Regions from separate parts of the Mus musculus genome. Here region 1 is linked to region 2. A link is a contact called in public HiChIP or PLAC-seq data. All regions are on one chromosome and are shown on one strand. Each heading gives the region's core, a stretch centred on a gene start, on an enhancer-like site or on the middle of the called end of the contact. The rest is flanking DNA. Distances are from core to core; before and after follow the strand shown.

Region 1 (5,029 bases), core at 1,414-3,913, 290 kb before region 2:
AATGTATGGAGGAATGTAATTCATAAAATCTTATGCTAACAAACTTAACAGAGTAAAAATTGAAGCCCCATGACTGAGTCGTAAATTGCTAGGGAAGTGGGAAAAAATGATAAAGATATACACCCACATCTGCCTTCCATACATTATTTGGCCATATTAGGTCTCATAAACTATCTTTATCGAGTATCAGAACAAACTAATAAAATTGGACTTGATTCTAAGGATGATTCTATTGTCAATAAATGTATAATACTTTGATTAAATGAAACTCTATCTTTTTCATTTACATACTATTGCTTCCATAAAAACAATTATCCTTACTAAACCACCAGGAAAATGTTTATAGAACATATAGAAAACTCACAGTATACAATATTGGGATCCAGTGTATTTCTGGCACCGTAAAAATAGTACGCATCATCGTAAGGAGTTCGATAGTTAGAAGCTGGAGGGGCAAGGAGCGGAGGCGGGGGTGGATTCAGAGGCACAGGCAGAACCCTATAGCAAAAGAAAACCAAAAACACTGTCCTCATATTTTATTACTTTTAATCAAGATCTTTTGCAAAAAAGGTGTTATTAAAATTAAACATCAACCCTGTACTAATTGTTCAAGAAAAATTAGGAATCAAAAAGCAAATAGTAACAAATTTTACAACTTCAGGAACACTTTGCTAAGATGCAAACAAGTTAAAGTAATTGAGTAATATCCAATAGCCATTATGTACCATATTAAACAAAGGCATGTATGCTCCTCTGCCCTTAGTAATAATACGGAATCAACAGTTACAACAGTGCAGCATCCGTGAGGCAAGTGACAAAGAATGCCAGAGGAATACAGAGCAGGAATACTCAGATATAAGGAGACAGGAGGAAAGCCGGAAGATTCCCAAAACAGGAAGTATCATATGATGAGAGTCACACACAGAGAGGGAGGACCAAGAGCTCCGCCACCTCAGGATTACAAATGGTTCTGTGTGGGCAAGGGAGTGCATAGCATGAGTATGTTTATGCATGTCAATAGCTGCACACACATGGTGTATAGGAACTCGTGTGTGTAGGAGAGGCTGGTCACATGAGTATGTACAAATGCACAAGCTAGCAGTCATCCTTGTATGTAAGTTCTGGGGAGCTGTCCACTTTGTTTGTAAGATGGGGTTGCTCACTGGCCAAGAAATCACTAATTACACTGGCTGGCTAGCAAGCCCCAGGTATCCAGTCTCTGCCTGCCAGCACTGAGAACACAAATTCATCCCACAACACCCAGCATTTTTACTGACTGAGCTATCTCCCCGACCCAAAGGGTATATTTTTTATATGTAAAACCTACTGCTTTTTCACAGAAAGTTAAACCACAATGTGGCTACTTGAGAATCCATATGGCCCTGATATATTTAAGAGTTCATAAATTTAAAATGTATAAAACCTTGTCCTTCCACATTTCCTCACTGAGGAGCAAATGTGCTTCTACCAGCACAGGATTTACTCTTCACTAATAGAAATGGCAAAGGCAAATAACTTTAGATAAACAAAGAAAAAGGGGAGACTCTAGGTTTTTTTACTCAAACATTAACATATTTTGCCTTAAAGAATCTGAGGGCTGAGGTAACACCAAAGTCTCTTCGGTAGGCAGCGGTTCCACACGTTATTGGTCAGTCAGTGAGTCTAACCTCACCATCATCAGTGCAGACGCCAGCAAAAACAACCTGAGTAACTGTTATGAAAACAATCTATTATCAGCAACTCCTAAATTGTATCTATACATAGAAAACTAATGTTTACATCAGCCCTCTAACTATGTCAAGTACTACCATCACCTTTTACAAATGAGAAAACTTTTTTGCATAAAGTCCAGTGAAGCCGACTACTCCAGCCTCTAACCCACAACAGAAAGCACTGTGGCTCTCTAATTCCAGTCTCTCAGCCTTTGGAGTAGGGAAGCCATTGAAGAAAATGAAGGAAGTACCTGAGAAAGGCTGTAAGAAAAGCCCCACAGTTTGTTAGTAACAAATAAAAGACCAAGTCCTGCTGAAAGATATCTCAGAAATGTATTAGAAGATTAAGAAAAACATCTACAAATGTAAAGATATTCCTATAATTAGTATATTAATAATTACAGGCCAGAAAATATTCGTGTTACAGGGTTTCTATTATATATAGATTAGCATAATGTGTTTTCCCTATAGAAATGACATGTTCAATATGAAATCCAGGGTTATAATCCCAACAGCCCAAGAGTAAGCCCAGAGAAAACTGTTAAGCCAGACAGACATGTACCAGATTAGTAAATTTTTTGGAATAAGCTGAAGAAACAATTCAATGATTGCCAAGTGGAAATAACTGAACAATGCATACCTTATACTAACATGTAGTTACTAATTCATTTTAAAAATAGTAAATGATAAAAACATTGAAGATTTCTCCTTTTTCTAACAGCAGAGAAGAAGTATCAATAACAATGAAGAAGAAAAAAACTCCTCAGCGAAGTTGCTCATGGCCCTGAGGCATCTCGGAAGCATCATCTGCAGCAGCACACCCTTGTAAGGTGGAGCACACGCGGCCTACCCTAATTCCCAAAGACAAACATTTAAACAAGCACCTGGGATGCGCCAGTTCACCAAGGGTGCTGCCGAGTCCACTGTGCAAGTCTTCATTGTGAGAAGGGGCGGAATGAACTGGTGGGACGGATGGGCTAGACGGGGCAGAGAAGGGAGGGGGAGGTGTCTGGAAAGCTACTCTGGGCCTCTCAGGTGGCATCTCTTCAAAGTGTCTTGGTGTCAAACTAAACTGCTTTAGTCTATCAGGCTACAATAAAGAAAAAGACAAAAAAAAAAAAAGAACCTGTTTGTTACATAGAATCATAAGTTTAAGGGTGACAAGGACCTCCAAGGACCCCAGCAGGCACTTAAGACAGTCACAGAACAGCAAAATTTTACAGCTAAAAAAGACCTTAAAGATCTGCTTCTTATTTTATAAGCAGGAAACTGAGACTGCCGAGAAGCAGGTAAGTCACCTGCAGGCTCATGATCAGTACATGGATAAAGAACAAGTCCAGGCAGCTGTGAACTCCCGCGCAGGTCTCTCTCTTAGACAGCAGCAGCAGCAGCAGCACATCTCTCCTCAGTTGCTACTTGGGAGACCCACTAGGGAAGGCTTTGCAGGCCTCAGTCTCCCTACAACAATCATGTGAGCACTGAAGGAAGCTGTGCCACAATAAGAACGAATTTACAAAAAAGCCACAACAGGGTAGGCCAGAGCTGCTCACTAATCTTTACTCAAGAATATCATTTTATGGAATTTTTAAATCTTAAATAATCTTTAACTACTCCCTCTAATACAGATTTATTCAATTTGACACTCTTTAGGTGATTCAATTCCAGAATAAATAAGTTCTACTACAGACTATAAAATAATTTATAAATTTATTAATCTACAGTTTTAAATTTTATAATTATCATATAAAGTTATTATAACATATATTTAATTATAGGAATATAATTTACATATTTGTATGATTCTTTTATAAATTTATAAAATAATATGGTTGTATAAACTTGTTAACATAGATCATTATATAATTACTAAAACTATAATTCATAATTTAATAAATTTATTAAATGATATTTAAGTATTCCCTCTAATGCATATTTATTCAACTTGACACTCTTTAGGTGATTCAATTCCAGAATAAATAAGATCTACGATATACTGTAAAATTTAACATGCCAATGTATTATACTAAAAAGCTCAAGTTTCGAAAAGCTAATTTTTTATTGCAATGGCTACTTTAAAGGTATTTAATGAGAAACAAAAAAGAATTACCTTTGGACCCTTTTTTCCCCCTGCAGGCCATACTTTCGGGAAGGGTGTTTCCTCCCTGTTACTGGGAACCAGGGATTAAGTGTAAGGCCTCACCCTGCTAAGCAGCAGCTCCCCACTGAGCTACTGATCCTTTACATTCCCTTGGTTTGCTGTTTACTTTACTTTGTGAGCCTTATTAAGATGCCAGACTCACTGTAAACTTACTCTGTAGCCCACAGAGGCCTCAGCTCCTCAAGCAGCTATAAAAAGAATATGATCCATCCTGGGTCAGGATTGACTTGTAAGGTTAAAATGTGTATGACAGGAATAGTCAGAAACACAAAAAGAAGCACACTGGAGCAGAATAAAACACGAGGGCCAGCAGCCTCTGGTGACTGAACCAGGCTCTGCACATCTCAGGAACACGCACAACTGAGCTACGCCATCACCCCAGCACCAAATTTTAAAGCAAATAACCCAAGGCACACATACTTAAGTCGATCAGTAAGTTATCTATATCTGAATAATAATTAACACAAATTTTAAGGATTTGCTAGATCCTTTAGAAAGACTGAAGATTTTATTAAAACTAGAGGTCTTAACCATCATTAGCAAAAGAAACAAAAACTTTCAGCAAATAAACACTACACATCCAACAGCAACAAAGGGCACTGTGGGAAAGCAAGAAACCGTTACCTCCTCCTTACTTAACTGCAATGATGTGTGGGAGCCACTCCACTTAAGGACGTTGAGAATTGCAAAAGTCAAGTAAAAAGAGTAGGATTATCCTTCAGTTTCACAGTAACAGGATGAAAGACACAAGTTACACATTTTTTAAAAAATTATCCTCATTAAGAAAAAGAAATTGTTAAGACATACTTAGCAGTATTAATATCAAGTTTAAGCTACACTGGTTTAACTTTCACATGGATGTGGCACAAATACACAGAAGACAAAACAAACTAAAAAAATGATACACAAATGAAAGGGGAGTCATCTTAAACTAACAGTGGGTAACATGTAACAACAGTTAACATTTCTATACTTCACAGTAGTTATGATTGACACTTATGAAAATCCAACGGAACTGCCCTTTACAGTATCCCAACATGTGAAGCCTCCCCGGCTACTAACACACTTGAGGCTTCTTTGAATAAAGGATTAAGCACTAAAAGATGCCAAGAACTCTTACCGATTTTTCAGGGTCTTGTACTCCAGAAGTTGTAATTCC
Region 2 (5,607 bases), core at 507-3,006:
TCTACAGAAGCTGTACTGGGGCGGGAGAGCCCCTTTGCTTCGTACAGTCCTATTAATCAGGCTTACCAACTCATTTAGTTACCTCCCAGGAAATGGAAATTTATGAGAAGGAAAAGAACCAACAGAGGCAGTGAGTATGATAAAAAAAAATCTTGATATTACATTTATAATCACCACAGTTGTTATTATTTATTGACCATTCTCAGTCTTTACCATCTAGGCACCAGGCCCAAAACACTCATTTAAAAAGATCATTTTATTTTGGGGGAAAATCCTCTCTCTATATATAAGCCGCAAGACACAAAATGGACACCTTACAGGATTCATCAACCAATTCAGTGCCAGCAACAACCAACCGCAAAAAAAAAAATTACCAAACTGTTAATGGTAATGTCTACAAACAAAAAGGGTTCTGTTTCACAGTTCAAGTTTAATCTGATGCTCCCATCTGAGCCACGTCATATAAATTGTCAAACATATTGAAAACAAAGCTCCCTATAAAAACAAAACTAGGTTCAGTCCAGTGGCAGTGTAAAGAAAGGGAACTTCTGATGTCTGAGTTGTCAGACTTGGAATCAGAGAGTCCACCTTTCTGAAGTTACATGGGATCTGGCCTGAGACCTGCCAGCAACAGGTCCCATCTCTCCACGCCTGAATCCTACGGGGAATGAAGGGTAAGAACTTGCCTTAAGGGAGTGGTAGCCTAAGGGGGCAGAAGGCACACCCATTCCTAAAATATGTCTGAAACTTCCTCTAATGTTTCCAGCTCTTTCTATAACATTGGGGAACTAGAGTATGCATGGCCTCTTCGTGGCTACAACCACAAATAACTTATCATTTTGAGTTAAGAATTTGAGGTAATATTTATAAAGCACTTAGGAAACAGAGCAGTTCATAGTATGAGCTGTGTTTGCTAAATAAAGCAGGCACTTTCCAGGCCTGTTAGGTAAACAATCTAGTGAGAAGGGCAAGACTCTACCCAAGAGGCGTTTTTGGGGTTTTGTTGTTTTGTTTTCCTCTCTCTTTCTCTCTCTCTCTCTCTCTCTCTCTCCCCCTCTCTCTCTCTCTCTTTCTTCTTCTGTGTTTATTCTCGAATCCTAAGTGCATCCAGCATAGTCTCTGCCTGCAGAACTGCAGTTCAACCAGGCATTCGGTGCAACATTAAGTCAAAGACCTTTGTTTCAAGAGGCGAATCCCTTCTCTTTTCTACCGGTCCAAAGAACCATCCCTAAGCGCGCCCTAGAACCGAAAACCTCAGCGCGCTTTAAGGCGGCATTCGTCGGTGCTTGAACCGTGAGAATCGACCGAGCGAAAACAGACCGAAGGGTTCGAGTCTGAGAACTTGAAAAAGAGTGGCGACGCGATCTAGCCCTGCCGACCACTTCACACCGTCGCCCCGGCGGGTCCGCGCAGAACCCCATCCCGCGTCAGGTGGGCTCCCGGGTCCTCGCCACCCGCTGCCCCGCTCGGGGGGCCGGGCGAGCCGCCCGCGCTCCCCCGCGCGAGGGAGCCCCACGCCACGGCGCTGAGCTCTCCCGGAGCACACAAAGACCGCGCCGGGCCGCGGCGGGACCCCGGCGCCCGAGAGAGCCCGGCCGGGACCCCGGCACGCAGACCGGCGCACCCGCCCCGCACCTACCCGGCTGTGCGGCGTCCGGGCGCCCGGGCGCGGAGCCCAGAGCGCTGGCAGTTTCTTCTTCCCGGCGGCGCGGCCGGGCGCCGGCGTTTCCTCCCTGACGCGTCACGGCGGCTCCTCCCGCGAAGCGCCGGGCGGCGGGCGGGCGGGCGGGCGGCGCGAGGGGACGGCGGGGTCGGCCGGGACCCGCGCGGATGGCGGGACCGCTCGGCTACCCGCGCTCGCCCGTCACGCGGGGTGCAAAGTTCAGGAGGAGACGCCGCCGGACTCCTGCGCTCAGCTGACGGGATGCGCGAGGTCCGCGGCGAGGGTGACCTTGGCCCACTCGGGAGCCCGGGCGGCAGAGCGGACCCGGGCGGTGGCAGAGGGCTGGGGGCTGCGGCTTCCTGCAAGCTGGACGCTGCAGAAGCCAAATAAGTATTCGGACGATCTGGAGAGCCCACTGTGCTTCCTTTAGCTTTTTCTGGGCAGTTTTCTACACTTTTTCCCACGTCAGCAGATTGATTTTTTTTTTTTTTTTTGACCAGTGTTTATGGATGAGCGAGGGCTCTCACAAATTGGCAGATAGATGCTATGTACAGATAATATGCGTTTCTCTTGATCATTTTAGATCTATGGATTATTTTTGTTTGTTATTTTTAAACTACCCAACACACTCTACTGCTGGTGCTTGTCCATTTAACTACAGAAGCTGCGTTTTTAAAAACCCGTTCTGTGAATGGGGAACTAAGAATTACACGATTCAATGGTTGTGGAGTAGAGTTAAAATTTTGAACTAGAGAGCCACACCACCACTGTAGTTTAGGTTTTATCTGATACCACGTGAAAGTAGACCCACACAACTGTTTAAAGGATTTCTGTCTGCATGGCATGCTTCATATTTTACATTAATCTACCCTTTGAATCATATGGTTCCAGAAAATTTGCCACAAATCTATGAACAAATAGAGGAACTGAGATGAATGAGTGAGTTCCGTAAATTCAAAGAACTCTTTATATTTTAGAACGATACTCAGAAGATTTAGCCTCATGAATAAATGTAAGAAAAGTTATTTGTACTATCCATGCTGCAATATGGCCTTGTCCTTAAAATAGGTTGTGAACCCAAATTCTTTTATACTGTGAAACCTATTATTCTCACAGGACTTTCTTAACAGCGATTCTCCATGGCTTTGGGAAATGGACAAGAAAATACAGTTCATAGAGCCCAACATATTGCAGCAGTCATTTATATGTTCCACTATGATCTGCTTACAAAGCAATACACACAATAAAGCACACATCTTCTCTGTGACAAAAAAACAAGTGATCAGTGTATCTGCTAATTAAAGCCATATTCATAATACTGAAGAAATGCTCTTGGACAAAAGGAAATTTTATGTCAATAAACACTAAGGGAATGACATCATTCTCGATTAAAAGATAAATACCTAACTATCACCACATTTTGACGTTAGGGAAAAAAAAAAAAACAGATGGAAACCATTTTAGTGTTTCCAGGATAAATTTGTCTTACCACTATAAAGAACGTGGGGCGGGGGAGGGGGGAAGAGAGATCGAGAGCCCACCAACATTTATGGACAAGAAATGAGGATGATCTTCATTTGATTAAGAGGAAGTTAGGTATGGGCTTGTGAGTGAGTGTGTGTGTGTGTGTGTGTGTGTGTGTGTGTGTGTGTGTACATGCACACACATGTAAGCATGCATACAGGGTGGAGATCAGAAGTAGTTTTCTTCCCCAGACGTTGTCCGGCTTATTTTCTGAGATGGAGTCTCTTGCTGATCTTAGACCTGGCTGTTGGCATCTTGGCTGTCCTGTGAGCTCCAGGGTCCTCCCCTGTCTGCCTTCCCAGCGCTGTGATTAGGCACCATCATAGCTGGCTTTGTACATGGCACCCAAACTCAGGTCCTCACATCAGTGCAGCAAGCACTCTACTGACTGAGCCATCTTCCTCACCCTTAAAATTAACTTTTCTACTTAATTCTAGGGATCAAATCCTGGATGCTGTATATACACTAGGCGTCTGCTACACCGCTGAGATGCGTCTCCAGATGCATGTAAGGGTGTGCTTTGAGTAGCATCCCTTTAATTAACTCCTATGGTGATACAGATCTTATTCCCATTGTCCAGTATGTTTAGGGTTAAACTATAAAAGTTGTTGAGTGTTTGGTTAAATACTTATGTCTTTTTAAAAGGCTTTCTGTAAAATCAAATTTTAAAATAGGTGAAGCTTTTTTGTTGAAATGTAGATGTTAATGTTTTCTTTGAAAGAATGGCTCTGTTCATGCACACAAGGCAAATATTTTGCCTATCTGTTCTATCTTTAGCGTAGAGATTATAAAAACAAACTTTGGAGTCGGGCCCAGGGTTAATGCATATCTTCCCCCTTTGGACTTTGGGCAAACCATTCCACCGCTGTTTCAGGAGTAAGAAGAGGGTGATGGTAGTGCTTTTTCAACCTCAAAACAGATATGACAGTGCATCATGGCATGCTGTAAAGATCAAACGAACTTAATTAAATGTGGGCAACCTAGGATTGATTGACCAGTGTGACTTAACAGAGCTCAGTTGAGAAGCATAGCCTGACAGAGGATTAGGTCCTAAAGGATAAACCCCCGCCGGGGCGTGGTGGCGCACGCCTTTAATCCCAGCACTCCGGAGGCAGAGGCAGGCGGATTTCTGAGTTCGAGGCCAGCCTGGTCTACAAAGTGAGTTCCAGGACAGCCAGGGCTACCTGTCTGGAAAAAACAAAAACGAAAAAAAAAAAAAAAAGGATAAACCCTCAGGAGTGGATGGACGGCTGAGTGATGTCATTATTGAGGATGCGCTACTGAGAGAGTGCGTCGTTATGCACGAGTCTGAGCCTCTTCTTACTTGCATCTTGGGATAAAACAACATGGGGTTCTTCACCTCGTGATGGCACTTTTGGGTGAGCCAGCTATAGAATCCTGAGCCTGATGGATGTCTGCTCAGGACACACACCCGTTCCGTGTTTTGGAGGCTTGTTTTGTTTGGGGCAAGGTCTCACTATGTAGCGTCAGCTGGACCGGAACTTGCTTGGGTGCCCAGGCTAGCCTCCAGCTGCTTCCAGAGCACTGGGATTAAAGGCATGGGCCACCACTGCCCAGTCTGGTATTCTTTTATACTAGCAGAAAATAGAAATAATATGTTCAGAATCTTGGAAAATTAAGCTGAGAATATGAATTGTTGACCTATGTATTTCTTTTAAATTCCCAACCACTTACCCAGCTAACACATTTTTAAAATAATATATTCCACTGCAATGATCACTTGGATTCTCATTATTGCTATTCAGAGTAGAAAACTTTTTCTCTAAAATGGTGCCTAATCTGAAAGCATTATTAATCTTAATGTGAAAATAATGCCCTGCATTACTTGTAGTTCTTTTCTTGTAGCCTTCCAATAGGTTAGGGGCTCCCAATAAAAGAAAAATAACTTTCTTTAGGGAGGACGATTGGTTTAATGGCTGACAGGACCTGAATGATTTCCTTTCATGAGTTAACTGTTAAGGCAGTCAGGGCCACCATTGGTTCTATAGAGATGAATGTCCAGGCAAGAGATAACCAATGGTTGGTTACAAGAGCAATGATGTTTTTGATGTTTGCACAGCTTTTATAGTCCCCTTTCTGTAGTCCTAGTACAGACTTGTCTGCTTAAGTGGGTCAGCCATCATGAGTTGTTGATGTAGTTTTTGATATATTCACCAGTGGAAATGCTGATTTATAGCACCCGACACCCTCAAATAAAAGAAAGCCATTTTGAAGAAAGGTAGTTTAAGACATGATACTAACCATGAACTGCTTATGAATACAGACAGAAATGAAGTAAATATTGAAAAGGAGTTAGCTTTCTGAGCAAAATCCCTTTGCATAGAACACAGGGCAACCTAAGATATAGCTAGAAAAACCCGCAGACCAGCGGAAGGGAAAAGGCCTGTCACTGCCTCCTT

Evidence for each region. HiChIP or PLAC-seq counts read pairs in DNA pulled down with a chosen protein or histone mark.
Region 1: a contact with region 2 is called in an H3K4me3 HiChIP or PLAC-seq map of embryonic limb bud, with 3 times the contacts expected there. The contact joins the enhancer-like site here to the promoter of Sgk3 in region 2. A contact is called at or near these places in 18 of 39 promoter capture datasets (the 3T3-L1 cell line, 3T3-L1-derived adipocytes, the C10 cell line and 11 more), 3 of 484 Hi-C or Micro-C datasets (bone marrow-derived macrophages, embryonic stem cells and stem cell-derived motor neurons), 9 of 115 datasets of contacts at active chromatin or transcription factors (the 230-238 cell line, bone marrow-derived macrophages, embryonic limb bud and 3 more) and 4 of 9 other capture datasets (adipose tissue, embryonic stem cells, liver and 1 more).

Annotation. Positions count from the first base shown.
Region 1 is chr1:10,083,520-10,088,548 of GRCm38.p6, reverse strand. Cspp1 (centrosome and spindle pole associated protein 1) reads right to left here. Exons shown (of 30, transcript NM_026493.3): 11 at 4,991-5,029; 12 at 2,597-2,802; 13 at 365-498. Among named protein-coding and RNA genes, the nearest start is that of Cspp1, 48 kb to the right of the region's middle. Within about 2 kb of position 2,663, at least 14 of the 459 cell types and tissues checked have an H3K27ac peak or open chromatin away from gene starts, as enhancers often do. A contact at or near this core is called in embryonic limb bud and embryonic stem cells, where this site is marked.
Region 2 is chr1:9,794,279-9,799,885 of GRCm38.p6, reverse strand. Sgk3 (serum/glucocorticoid regulated kinase 3) reads right to left here and starts at 1,756. Exons shown (of 18, transcript NM_133220.2): 1 at 1,640-1,756.